Regions from separate parts of the Pan troglodytes genome. Here region 2 is linked to region 1. A link is a contact called in public Hi-C data. All regions are on one chromosome and are shown on one strand. Each heading gives the region's core, a stretch centred on a gene start, on an enhancer-like site or on the middle of the called end of the contact. The rest is flanking DNA. Distances are from core to core; before and after follow the strand shown. Region 1 has its middle 43 kb from the start of RIC1. Region 2 holds the start of AK3 (adenylate kinase 3).

Evidence for each region. A called contact is a pair of places that touch in the nucleus more often than the background predicts.
Region 2: a Hi-C map of blood shows a contact between it and region 1, with 6 times the contacts expected there. The contact joins the promoter of AK3 here to the enhancer-like site in region 1. A contact is called at or near these places in 2 of 7 Hi-C or Micro-C datasets (blood and stem cell-derived neural progenitor cells).

The regions. Positions count from the first base shown.
Region 1 is chr11:110,334,706-110,341,552 of NHGRI_mPanTro3-v2.0_pri, reverse strand. No RefSeq gene overlaps it. Among named protein-coding and RNA genes, the nearest start is that of RIC1, 43 kb to the right of the region's middle. Within about 2 kb of position 3,227, at least 1 of the 24 cell types and tissues checked has an H3K27ac peak or open chromatin away from gene starts, as enhancers often do.
Region 2 is chr11:111,161,158-111,168,004 of NHGRI_mPanTro3-v2.0_pri, reverse strand. It overlaps AK3 (adenylate kinase 3), which reads right to left and starts at 3,047. Exons shown (of 6, transcript XM_054657906.2): 1 at 2,696-3,047. The coding sequence starts at 2,846.

The DNA of each region.
Region 1 (6,847 bases), core at 1,978-4,477:
TCTGTCTTGGGACTCTGAAACCCCCCAGTCAGCACTGTGTACTTGTGAGAAATACAAAGTATGTATTAGATATGCTCTACCTTGAGTTTAAGGAATGTATAGTGAGCTGGAGAAATACACCACAAAAACCAAAGCTACATGCAATCAAGTGACTGATAAGTGGGACCAGACCATAAGACCCAAAGGAATTCAGGGTGGGTGGGAGCTCCCCATGGACAGGAGTAGCTCAAGAGAGCAGGGAGGGAAAGAAAAATGCAATTTGGGAGGCCGAGGCTGGCGGATCACTTGAGGTCAGGAGTTTGAGACCAGCCTGGCCAACATGGTGAAACCCCATCTCTACTAAAAACACAAAAATTAGCCAGGCGTGGTGATGAGTGCCCACCAGTTACTTGGGAGGCTGACGCAGGAGAATTGCTTGAGCCTGGGAGGAGGAACTTCCAGTGAGCTGAGATCACGCCACTGCACTCCAGCCTGGGCGACAGAGCAAGACTCCATCTCAAAAAAAATTTTTTTTAAGTTTACAAAGCATTTTCAAATGTCTTGTTATACTAATTGAGCCTCACTACCACCTGGTAAAGGGAGTAGAACAAATATTCACATTTTATGGATGAGGAAACTTGGGCTTATAGAAGTTAAGTAACTTGCCTAATTTATCCCATTTCTTTTTCAGTAAAGTTACCAGTTTGGGCTGGGCATGGTGGCTTACACTTGTAATCCTAGCACTTTGGGAGGCTGAGGCAGGCAGATGGCTTGAGCTCAGGAGTTCAAGACCAGCCTGGGCAACATGGCAAAACCCTATCTCTACAAAAAATACAAAAATTACCCAGGTGTGATGGTGCACGCCTGCAGTCCCAGCTACTGGGGAGGCTGAGGTGGGAGGATCGACTGAGCCCAGGAGGTTGAGGCTGCAGTAAGTTGTGAATACACCGCCGCACTCTAGCCTAGGAAACAGAATGAGACCCTGTCTCAAAAAAAAAAAAAAAAAAAAGTTACCAGTTTGGTAGCTTAGGGACTTACAAGTTTGGTAGCTCATGGAGTTGCCATAGACATAGAATATATTGATTTTTAATCACAGCACAGAACAAGATGTACATTTATATCCTTGTGAGTAAGTGAATATGGTTGAGAGAAGAGGTTAGGTTGTCAAAGCAACTACTAAAAAATTGTCCTTTTCCCTCTGTCTTATGGGTAACTTGGATGAAAACATAGAAGATGAGCTTATAATATATGATGATTAATAAAGTAGGGAGAGAGAGTCAGTTGGATAGAAGAGTTTCTATTTTAAAATCCCAGGTTTCCATGGCTCACACCTGTAATCCCAGCATTTTAGGAGGCCGAGGCGGGCAGATCACTTGAGGTCAGGAGTTCAGTACCAGCCTGGGCAACATAGCAAAACTCCATCTCTATAAAAAATACAAAAATTAGCCAGGTGTGGTAGTGTGTGCCTGTGATCCCTGCTAATTGGGAGGCTGAGGTGGGAGGATCGCTTGAGCCCGGGAGGTTGAGGCTGCAGTGAGCCAAGATTGTACCACTGCACTCCAGCCTGGACAACAGAGTGACGCCCTGCCTCAAAAAATAAAAATAAAAAATAAAAAAATTAAGTCCCAGGTTGAATCACTAGGTCAAAACCAAAGAGGTAGAATGTAAGGTCCTGCTTTTGATCCACACACCTAAGATGGAAGAGCAGTTTATTAGCAGTTAATATGAAAAAGTTCTGGGGATTTAATAGAAAAGAATTTAAACAGTATCATACTCATAAACTACAAATGTGCCCTAAGTACAAATGCAGGTTGAATTGAAATCCAATTGCTTAAAAACTAAGGAGGTTGGGCATGGTGGTTCATGCCTATAATCCCAGCCCATTAAGAGGTCAAGGCAGGTGGATCACTTGAGCCCAGGAGTTTGACACCAGCCTGGGCAACATGGCGAAACTGCGTCTCTATAAAAAATACAAAAATTAGCTGGGCGTGATGGCGCACACTTGTAGTCCCGATACTAGGGAGGCTTAGGTAGGAGGATCACCTGAGCCCAAGGAGATCAAAGCTGCAATGGGCCATGACCTCACCACTGCACTCCAGCCTAGGCAACAAAGTGAGACCCTGTCTCAAAACAAAACAAAAACACTAAGGAGAACTTCAGCAGTGTTGACAGGACACTGTTCAGAACTGGGAACAAATAGTCCTATGGAACCTACTATGTCTAGGCCAGCCTACCTCTAGAATATTTTGTTCTATTCTGGGCCCGACTTGTTAATTGGGACATGAATAAATGAGAGTAGATCTGGAGGGAAGCACCCAAGATGGCAATCGGGCTTGAAGCCACCCCTAGACTAGGAATACTGGAAGAAGCTGGGTGCCTTTCTCCTGGAGAAGAATTATCAAGGGAAGACATGAGAGCCAAGATCAATGGGTGCAAGTTACATTGAAGCAGAATTTGGCCCAGAAATGGAAAGAATTCACTAACAACTAGAGCTGTTCATCAAAGGTTAACCTCCTGGTTCCTGGATATATCTACATAGCCTGGAGCTACCATTTTTCAGGATACTCTGGAAAGTATTCTTCCCTTAGGTGATGAAGTACAAATCTTCTTACTCTAAGATCCCATAATTCTTCAAACTAGACGCTTAACTCCTATGAGCCTCAGTTTCCTGAGAAGACTAAAATGAAATGGCTTGTAAATCCCCTTCCAGCTCTAACTTTCTATGAAGTACTTGGTCCTAAAGGGTACCCTCCTCTATGTTTCACAGAGATACCAGAAACAGGAGTCTTTTATCTTCAACTTGACTCTCAAGATGTTATCCTCAAGTGAACTTTTTTCTACCAGCTGAAATATGTCCTTAAAATCTTTGAGTCAATGAATCATGAAATGAGCCAGGTTTTCAAGTCTCATTTGTAGGGTTCCTTAAGAACTATGTCCACTTGCCACATTCTTTTCTGAATATTATTCTTTTTTTCTTCAACCCTGTTTTTTAACCCAAACATCCTGTTTTCAAACATCCTGTTTTCAGCCCTCTTTGTATCTAAGGATGGAACAAGGCTGATGACACAGACAAGAAACTTGTAAAACATAGCAAGTATCTGCCTTTTATCTGGTGAATAATGTCAGGACTAGAGAAGGGCTGATGTGAAATTCTGGGCTGGGCTTTAAGGCTTTAAGGCATAGTTTTGCCTCAAAGAATTGCCTCCAGACAGGACAAGTCACTGTAAGCAAAGTGTGTGGCTGCATCTGGACATGACAGGAGGTGAGCTGGGAAGTCCCTGCCCTTTCCCTGCACATGCACTTCCCCCATTTCTCCATCTTTCTACCTCAACACTTCACCTTCAGAGATAATTTCTTTCAGGCCTCAAAGCATTTTTAGACTTTAAGTTCTTTTGTTGCTGTTTATTAGCTCAACCAGGGCCATGTACCAGAACCTGGGGGAAAGGGCCATTTCTATGGAAATGGAGATAGGGTCCTGGCCTATCCTGAGAAAAGTGCAATCATGAGGAGACCATCCTGTTCTTTCTCATGTATTTTATCATTCATTTGGTACTAAGCACTGTACTAGGCACCAAGATAGAGAGATAGTAAAACATCAGCCTTGTCTTCAAAGGGTTTGCAGATCACAGAAGCCCTCTCTCTCTCTCATCTTTTACATAGGTGATATCCTATATAACAAGAAGAGATGTCACACAGGATGACTAAAACAGGCAAAGCAGCTGGAATATGTGTGTGGCTGGGGCAGCCCATGACAGGGCCTTAACCCTAGTAATGACGCTGACAGCTTTAGTCACTGAGGGGAATGGCCAGTACCTGCTGGTTTGGTCAATGGGGGACAACAATCAAGGAAGGGAAAAGTGATCTTATAAGGACTGGAGGGAAGTCAACAGAACATCTCAGCCAAGTGCCATACATTTTTTCTATAGAGTTCTATATTTTCTGGAACTCATATACAGAATTAAGTAAGAGTCACCCTGGGCTATATTGGTAAGGGCAAACAGCTGGAATTTCTTACAACTTTATTTTGAAGGCTCAAGCAGCGGAAGGCAGATGGAAGAAGTAACATGTAGTGGTGGTTCTCAGACTTTTTACCACCCCCAAAACATGGAAGATAATTCCTCACTCTCCGGTCAGTAACAACCACTGACTTCTGCAAAGATTCACAGCCATTTGGGGTACATACCAGAATATCATGGAGAAGCAGGAAATGGGGAGCAATTTCATAAAGCTTCCTACTTGAGTCTAACATAACCCTTTCCCACCTGCCCTGAGATGTATAGGTAGCTTGCCTGAGTTGAATCCAGCTCTGCCATTAACCAGCTGCATGACTACAGACAAGTCGTTCTCTTTGAACCTTAGTTTCCTCATACATAAAATAATGAACCTTACCTGGCAGTGTTATTGAGAGGAACTACAGAACCTACCACAGTTAGTATATAGCAATATAGCCAGATCTTTTTTTTTTTTTTTTGAGACAGAGTCTCACTGTGTTGCCCAGGCTGGAGTGTAGTGGCACACTCTCGGCTCACTGCAACCTCTACCTCGCAGGCTCAAGCGATTTTCTTGCCTCAGCCTCCCAAGTAGCCGGGATAAAGACACCCACCACCACGCCCAGCTAATTTTTGTATTTTTAGTAGAGATGGGGTTTCACAATGTTGGCCAGGCTGGTCTCAAACTCTTGACCTCAAGTGATCCGCCTGTCTCGCCCTCCCAAAGTGCTGGGATTATAGGCATGAGCCACTGCGCCTAGCCCATAAAGCTAGATCTTAATGAGCAATTAGCTACTAGCATAATAATTTGTTTTAAAAGCTATATTATAGGATAAGAGAGTCTACTCAGTCAGCCTTTATGCAAAAGTGAAAATCTTGGGATTCTCAGAAATATGCTCTCAACAGTAAATGCCCTATGTAACGAGGTGCACCAGCTTAGGCTGGGGCCATTGGGCCCATAAAATCTTAATTGTTAAAGTTAAGAAGTTGGGTGCAAGGACAGAGAAAAGCTACTATTCCCAAGTTGCCAAATTAAAAAAATTACCTATCTGGAAGGTAAATTTTTTTTACCCCTTAACAGATCTTTAAGTGTATAACAGAAGGGAGATTCAAAATTTACATTTGAAACTGATTGTTTGAGGGGAAAAAATCTAAATAAAAACTTTAACAATCACATAACTATAAAGCCAAGATCTTAATCTGGAACGGGAAGGTTAAGACCATTCATTAATTCAACAAATATTTACTGAGCAGCCCTGAGACTGTTTTCCTTGGGGTCTGGGAAGGGGAGCCATGGTCAATGGACTCTTGTTATCTGTAGGAATATTGATCCCTACCACAAGGTAGAGGGACAGGGAATAAAGGGGAGATAGTCCTCCTATGAGGTAAGGGTAGGGGATGTTCTAGAAGGCCCAGTTTATTTTTCTTTTCTGCCTTGTTATTTCTTCTCATGATTTTCTTTCAGTAAAATCTCTTTCCCACATCTCTTTCAGTAAAATTTTGTTAAGTGATAGTCTTGTTCTCTGTTTCGGGGAATTACAAGATGGACTCTTAATGGGGCTCTATTAGTAGATGGTAAGAATTCCTGGGAATTTCCAGAAATTCTTTGGGAAAAGTCAGAGACTAATCTTCTCACAGTTACATAAGGGGATGAAGCTGAAAGTTATTTGGGCATTAATGAGAAGTGTGGCCCACTGAAGGCTGGTGAAATCTGGACACCTCTGCTATACATGGTCCTTGTGGATGGTTTGAATGATCTTCCCAAATTGGCTGGGCACATTCCCATGATATCAGGCCGACGGGCATTAAAAATGCAAATTAGTTCACATGCTGGGGTACCATGCCCTGAACCAGCTGACTTTAATGGACTGCAGATTGCCAATCCAAGGCTATGTTCTTTCATTCCTTTCCTTGCCTTACTTACTTATCATTCATCCTTCCCCTAAGTTCTCTTGGGCCTATTGCCCAAATAAAAGTGAAGAAGAAATTAACACATACGAAAGCGTGCTATGCTAAGTACCATGTGGGGTGTTTTGCATGAATTATTTTACTTAACCCCTTACAACACCTTGGCAAGATAGGCAGGATTATCCCCATTTTATTGATGAGAAATGAAAGCTGAGAGTCCTATCTCCCAAGTAACACAGCCAGGTATTATAACAGTCCTGGGGTCCACATACAGGCTTATATAACTCCAAAGTTCTTTACATCATACCACCAAGAAAAATGTATTTTAAGATTCACCTAATTAAAACATAATTAAGAAGAACAATGTATTGGGAGAGGTGCTTACTGTTTCTAAGCAAACATACGTGATCGCCTATCAATGAACAATGACCTCAAGCTGTAACTCAAACCGGAGCTGCAGGGGGCTCAGATTCAAACACTTCCTCTCCACTTACAAAACTGCCACAAAGGAAAATGAAATGGTAAAAGGCAGTTTCTGCCAAATCTTGGCAAAACCAGCTAAACTTTCTTGGTCAGTGGGAGTAGAAGGGGTGATATCTCTCTGTCCTGAGGAATCAAAAAGTTGCCTACCAGGTTAATACAAATCTGACATTTCAAACACAAGTTGTTTTACATATCTGGGCTCAACAGTTTAAATTTACAAAATATCCCCACCCATCCAAAATCATGTGTCCATATAAAGGCACATCTGTGGTCTGCAGTTGGATAATTCACAGCCCTCTTATCTAGCACTGGTCATTAGAAATTAGGGCGGCTGTGTTACACAACCATGCAGATGGTGCCCCCTAGTGTTGCACAATGACAAAGCCCTGAAAGCAACCACCTGAAAGCACAATCTAGACGGGTGCTTCTCAAACGGACTGTGGTAAAGAATTGTTGTTACTTTGTTTTTTTTAACCTCCAATCCCTCA
Region 2 (6,847 bases), core at 1,798-4,297, 830 kb before region 1:
CTCCCAAGTAGCTAGGATTACAAGCGCCCACCACCATGCCTGGCTAATTTTTGTATTTTTAGTAGAGACAGGGTTTTGCCATGTTGGCCAGGCTGGTCTTGAACTCTTGACCTCTGGTGATTCACCCACCTCAGCCTCCCAAAGTGCTAGGATTACAGGCGTGAGCCACCCCGCCCAGCTTAAACATCACTTTTAAGACGCTTAATGATGTGTGAACATGCTCACTATAAATGAGAATAAAAAAGTAACCTATCATTTACAATATGACAATTTGTTTTTAGAATACAACCATTTTGCAAATACAAATGCAACAGAAATAAAAAAGAAAAAGAAAAAAAAAGAATAAAAGAAAATGCACCCAAGAGTTAATTATAATCATCTCTGTGTGGCAAGGCAGAATTATGAGGGATCTTAATTTACCTTTTTTACATTTGTATGAAATAGATATAGTTTCCTTCTTTTGTAATAAATATGCTTTACTTTTTTTTTTTTTGAGACAGGGTATCACTCTGTCTGTCACCCAGCTTGGAGTGTAGTAGCACAATCTCGGCTCATGACAACCTCTGCATCCCGGGCTCAAGTGATACTCCCACCTCAGCCTCCAGAGAAGCTGGGACCACAGGCGCGAGCCACCATGCCCAGCTAATTTTTTGTATTTTTGGTAGAGACGGGAGTTTCCTCATGTTGCCTAGGCTGGTCTTGAATTCCTGACCTCAAGTGAACTGCCCGACTCAGCCCCCAAAGTGCTGGGATTACAAGCATGAGCCATTGCGCCAGGCCTCCTCTGCTAGACTTTGGTTAACCTGACCCCAACCAGTAGCAGTATCTGGGACTGTTTAATGTCACCTAACTACTTCAATATGTCGCATTAACAACATTTAGCAAGCAAGTCAAACAACCTTTGTTCTTTCTTTCTTTTTTTTTCGAGATGGGGTCTTGCTCAGGCTGGAGTGCAGCGTTGCAATCTCGACTCACAGCAACCTCCGCCTCCCAGGTTCAAGCGATTCTCTCTCCTCAGCCTCCCGAGTAGCTAGGATCACAGGTGCCTGCCACTGCGCCCCGCTAATTGTTTTTGAATTTTTTATAGAGACGGAGTTTCACCAAGTAGCCCAGGCTGGTCTAGAACTGCTAAGGTCAAGTGATCCACCCGCCTTGACCTCACAAAGTGCTGGGATTACAAGTGTGAACTGGTTAAATAAATCATACTAGATTCAGAAAATACATACTACAAAAACAGAATGAAATGGATTTGTCCGTTTTCATGTGAAATATATCCCAGACACAAAGTGAAACCACACTAGTGCAGAGTATATACACATAGTGTGCTCACATATTACATACAAGAAAAGATACACGTTGGCCGGGCGCGGTGGCTCACACCTGTAATCCCAGCACTTTGGAAGGCCGAGTCGGGTGGATTACGAGGTCAGGAGATGGAGACCAGCCTGGCTAACACAGTGAAACCCCATCGCTACTAAAAATACAAAAAATTAGCCCGGCGTGGTGGCATGCGCCTGTAGTCCCAGCTCCTAGGGAGGCTGAGACAGGAGAATTGCTTGAACCCAGGAGGCAGACAGAGCAAGACTCCGTCTCAAAAAACAAACAAACCAAAAAGAAAAAAAGAAAAAAGGTACACGTATCTGCGCTTAAAAAGTAAAGCTTTCTAGAAGGAAACTCTGTTCCCCTCCGAAGAATGGGACTGAGGTAGGGAACGAAAGAGGGCGCTGTTTTTTATGCTATGCACGTCTATCCTGTTTGCTATCCTCACAAAAAAAAAAAAAAAAAGGAAAACAAAAGTAAAAGGCCTTGTGTAAGCATTATTTCTATGTAAATGGGTTTCAAAATGAGTTTCAAAACGGGTTCTATTTTGAAAAGTAAGGTCAACATTTTTTGAGAAAAAAACTCCTGCTACTAGCTTTTCAAAAACAACCCTCTTAAGAGGGAATTTACACACCACAAATCCACCCATTGTATAGTGTAGATTCTTAACTGCCTTTCGTGCCGAGCTGTAAGAATTTATTTGGCATGAGAAACAAAATATTTTATATAACCATGCACAAGAATAGCCTTCGTGTCTACGAAATCTAAGGATATCAAAATGAGATAATTTTATGACTGCAACAAGGGTAAATACTACTTGGCCTTGGGAATATGGGGGAAAGGTCAGAACTACAAGATCTCATAGAGCTTAACCACACCAAAAAAGAGAAAAAGAAAGAAAGAAAGAAAGAAAGAAAGAAAGAAAGAAAGAAAGAAAGAAAGAAAGAAAGAAGAAAAGAAAAGAAAAGAAAACAGAACGAGCAAACTCTAGCAGGGCTAATGACAGTCTTCCAAATGCACCAGCACGTTGAATAAGCTGCAGCTCAGCTCGACGGACCCCCAAGAGTGGCTGCCACTGGGAAGACTTGGGCCTCTGAAACAAAGCCCCGTGGTTTCCTTTCATCTCTGAACTTCGAGCTTGACCTAACTTTCCAGTCCCTTCCCCCACCGCCACCCCATAACCCGCCCGAAGCGGCCCACGGAGGCCGGAGGTTTGGGGGCGCAGTCGCTCAGCAGCCCGAGGTCTCTGTCCCGGGCGGCGGGAGGGAAATGCCGCGCCCGCAGCCAGGGACCCGCGTGCCCAGCTTCGGCCCCTCGCCCGCAAAGTCCGACCCGGGTGACAGCGCACGGCCGGCCCTGGGCCCAGAGCTCCCACCTGTGCCCCGCAGCATGTTGCCCCGGAGCAGGTCCCCGCTGGAGAGGTGCTTCAGCTCGAAGTGTGTAGTGATGCGCGACGACACGGTGCCCTTGCCCGAGCCCGGGGCCCCCATGATCACCGCTCGCAGCAGCCGCGCGGACGCCCCCATGGCCGCAGACTGAGGCCCGCACGGCGCGGGCACCAGGGCTTTGGCCTGGCCTGCGCGCTCACCCGCTCGGCAGCCTGCGCCGGCCGGCTGGCAGCACCACTAGCAGGCGGCTACTGCGGTTCCCCGGCGTTCCCGGAAGTGAGCCGACAGCCACTGGGGCCGCCCAGACTGCGCGGGACCCCGCTGTTGCGTCCGCCTCTCGGCGACCCCGGCGCAGCCCCCGCCCCCGACCGAGCGCCTGTTCCCGCCCAGCCGCGCAAGCCGCGCCCCCTCTGCGCTCGCTCGGCCGCCCAGCTCCCACCTGCGCCTCTCCGCGGCCCCTCTCCACCGGCCGGCTGGGCCCGGATCCCTTCGGCGCCCCTCTGCACCCACCCCCACGCGCCCTCCACTCAGCTCAGATCTACCTCCGCGCCTCTCCGCGACCCCGGAACCCCGCGCCCTGTCCGGCCCATTCCCAGCCGGATAGACCGCGCTCCCCTCTGTCCGACCTTGGCAACTCCCGCGCGCCCCCTCCCCACCTCTAGTCGCCCCTCGGAGCCGCTTGGTTTCGGAATCCACCCGCATCCATCCCTCCAACAACCCTTTCGTAGCCCTCGCCCCTAGTCCATAGCAGGCGCTGCCCTACCCAGTCCTTGCCGGACACACCGCGACCCCTTTCGTGCTCCCCTGACAACCCTTGTCCCCGCTCCACCTGGCGCCCACTCGAATCCGCCCCTCCCCTCTACCCCCCTGGACCGCCAGACCCCCCGCTTCTGCACCCACTCCCGCCTTCGCCCTTCCCTCCTCCTCCTCTGCTGCCGAGCGCCCTCTTCCCACTCCCTCTCTGTGTAGAATCACAGGGAGTGACCTTGAGCCGAGAGGGCCTACCTCATTTTACAGGAGAGGAAATCCAGCTTTCATTGAGTGAGACTCTGTTATAAATAACGTAAAGGAGTGTGTGAAACTGTGGAGGCAGGCTGTTGTAGACAGGCGGTCGGAAAGGCTGTGAAGAGATGGCATGTGTGCCGAGCGCTTAATTAGAATACGGAAGAGAGAGACATGGGCCCTTCCTATGTCCAGTTTTAGGGAAAGGCCCTAAAACTGGAGGTTTGGCATGTTTCAAGAATGGAAACAGAGGACAAAAACATTCGAGTGAGTATCATTTTGCCTGTAAAATGGGCATAGAGGAGTAGAATGGAGGAGTTAAAATAATGTAGTACTTAGTGCAATGCCAGCTACAGGGTCAATGTTCAATAATGGTTGTCCATTTATTATCATTGCTTTGTCCTGGGACACTATGCTAAGGCAGAAAGAAGCCTCTCTGAAAATAAAACACAGTTACCATTCTCCTCAGAGGTCCAGAACTGATTCCAAAGAAGATAGAAATGACTTCAGGGTGAGACAGTCAGTGAATCTTAGCTGAGTGAATGGATGGGGGATTTCAATAGGTAGACAGCCTGGTACTTAGAAAAGGCATTAGCCTTTATACTTTCTGGTGTGGAAAAGAAAGAGAAAATACATACCTTGTACATTTTTTTTTCTTTGAGACAGAGTTTTGCTCTTGTTGCCCAGGCTGGAGTGCAATCGGCTCACGGCAACCTCTGCCTCCCGGGTTCAAGTGATTCTCCTGCCTCAGCCTCCCGAGTAGCTGGGATTACAGGCACACGCTACCGCACCCGGCTAATTTTATATTTTTAGTACAGACAGGGTTTCTTCCTGTTGGTTAGACTGGTCTGAAACTCCCGACCTCAGGTGATCCACCCGCCTTGGCCTTCCAAAGTGCTGGGATTACAGATGTGAGCCACCGCGCCCGGCCTCGTTTTGTTTGTTTGAGACGGGGTCTTGTTTTGTTGCCCAGGCTGGAGTGCTGTGATGCGATCTCAGCTCACTGCAACCTCTACTTCCCAGGTTCAAGTGATTCTTATACCTCAGCTTCCCGAGTAGCTGGAATTACAGGCACCCGCCACCACGCCCAGCTGATTTTTATATTTTTCGTAGAGATGGGGTTTCATCATGTTGGCCAGGCTGATCTCAAACTCCTGACCTCAAATGATCTGCCCGCCTTGACCTCTCCAAGTGCTGGGATTACAGGCTTGAGCCACCCCACTGTGCCCAGCAGGGCTCATACATACTCATTACTAAGCAAGAAAGAATGAAAAGAATGAAAATAAATGAATTAAACATTGAATTCATGTAATTGGGAAAAGGACATCAAAATAACCCATGGAAAGCAGAGGAAGGGATGAAGTAAACAACATAAATGAAAGGATGAGAAAACTTGAACAGAACTAACTGAAGAATGAGCAAGTCTGGACAAGTACAACTTATGCAATACTGGAAAATCTGAAGGTGTGGATAAAGTACTTCTAATCTCCAAAGCTGGGAACATAGGAGGTTTCAGCTCCAAAAGAAACCAGAAAGAAAATCCTGGGGAAATTTGGTTTAGAAAAAAAAATGTTCAAACAAACAAAAATAGCTGAGGAATCATCCTGTCATTGCGGGGATGAAAAGCTGAGTGTCGTGGTCATATTAACAGGCCCACAAAACACCGATCAACTTTGGCTTTGCAAAAGGTTGTTGATTACAAATGAGTAACTGCCAGTCTGTGAAATCTCCTGGCAACTGTGCCTGGCATAGTCTTTTCGCCATTCACAGGCCTTTGTATGGATCTGTTCCTCACTGCCTACCTTGTTCCAACTGAAAAACACTGAGGTCAAATTCATTCAAATTCTAATTTAATGACCAAGTGTTTATACAGATTAGTTTGAAGCAAATAAAGCCCAGATGAGTGCTTTGCACATAGTAGGCACTCAACAGGGTTTTGTTGATTAAATACTAAGAATTACTGTTTTGTCACTTTTGTTTGTTTGTTTTTGAGACGGAGTCTCTCTGTCACCCAGGCTGGTGCAGTGGCGAGATATTGGCTCACTGCAACCTCTGCCTCCTGGATTCAAGAGATTCTCTTGCTTCAGCCTCCCAAGTAACTGGGACTACAGGCCTGCACCACCATGCCCAGCTAATTTTTGTATTTTTAGTAGCGGTTTTGCCATTTTGGCCAGGCTGGTCTCGAACTCCTGACCTCAAATGATCCTCCTGCTTTGGCCTGCCAAAGTTCTGGGATTACAGGCATGAGCCACCATGCCCGGCCTTTGTCACATTGAAGACTGAAATGTTTAAGGGCTCTACAATGTACAACTGAGGGGGAAATGATAGGCATGTGTCATGGGTTGAATTGTATTCCCCCAGGAGATATATTGAAGTCCTAATCCCCAGTACCTCAGAAGATGACCTTACTTACACATAGGGTCTTTGCAGACATAAGTAGTTAAGATCAGGTCATAGTGGAAGATGGGCAGCTCTTAATACAATATGACCTGAAAACATAGCAGGAGAATGCCATGTGATGATGGAAGCAGATATTGGGCTTATACAGCTACAAGCCAAGGAACACCAAAGATTGCTGGGGACACTAGAAGCCAAGAGAAAGACACAAAGCTGATTCTCCCCTAGGATCCTTGGGAGAGAATAACCCTGCCCTTACCTTGGCTATGAATTGTAGTCACTAGAACTGTGAGAGAATAACTTTCTATTGTTTCAAGCCCCCTAGTTTGTGGTAATTTGTTACTGTAGCTCTAGGGAACTAATACAGCTTGTTTCCAAGAAACATGTATATGTGTTTGTATGTTGCTTCACACTATGTGTTACCTAGGTGAGAACAAAAGAATAGGAGGGTTCATGTTTGAGAAATAATTACTAGGATTGTAGTGATTGTAGTAAGACAAAGAGAAGGAAGGTGCATCAGTTATCCACTACTATAAAAATCCACTCCAGGCCAGGTGTGGTGGCTCACACCTGTAATCCCAGCACTTTGGGAGGCCAAGACAGGAGGATCACTAGAGTCCAGGAGTTTGAGACCAGCCTAGGCAACATAATGACACCCCTCCTCTACAAAAAAAAAAAAAAAAGAAGAAGAAGAAGAAGAAGAACATTAGCCAGTGCGGTGGTGTGCACCTGTGGTCCCA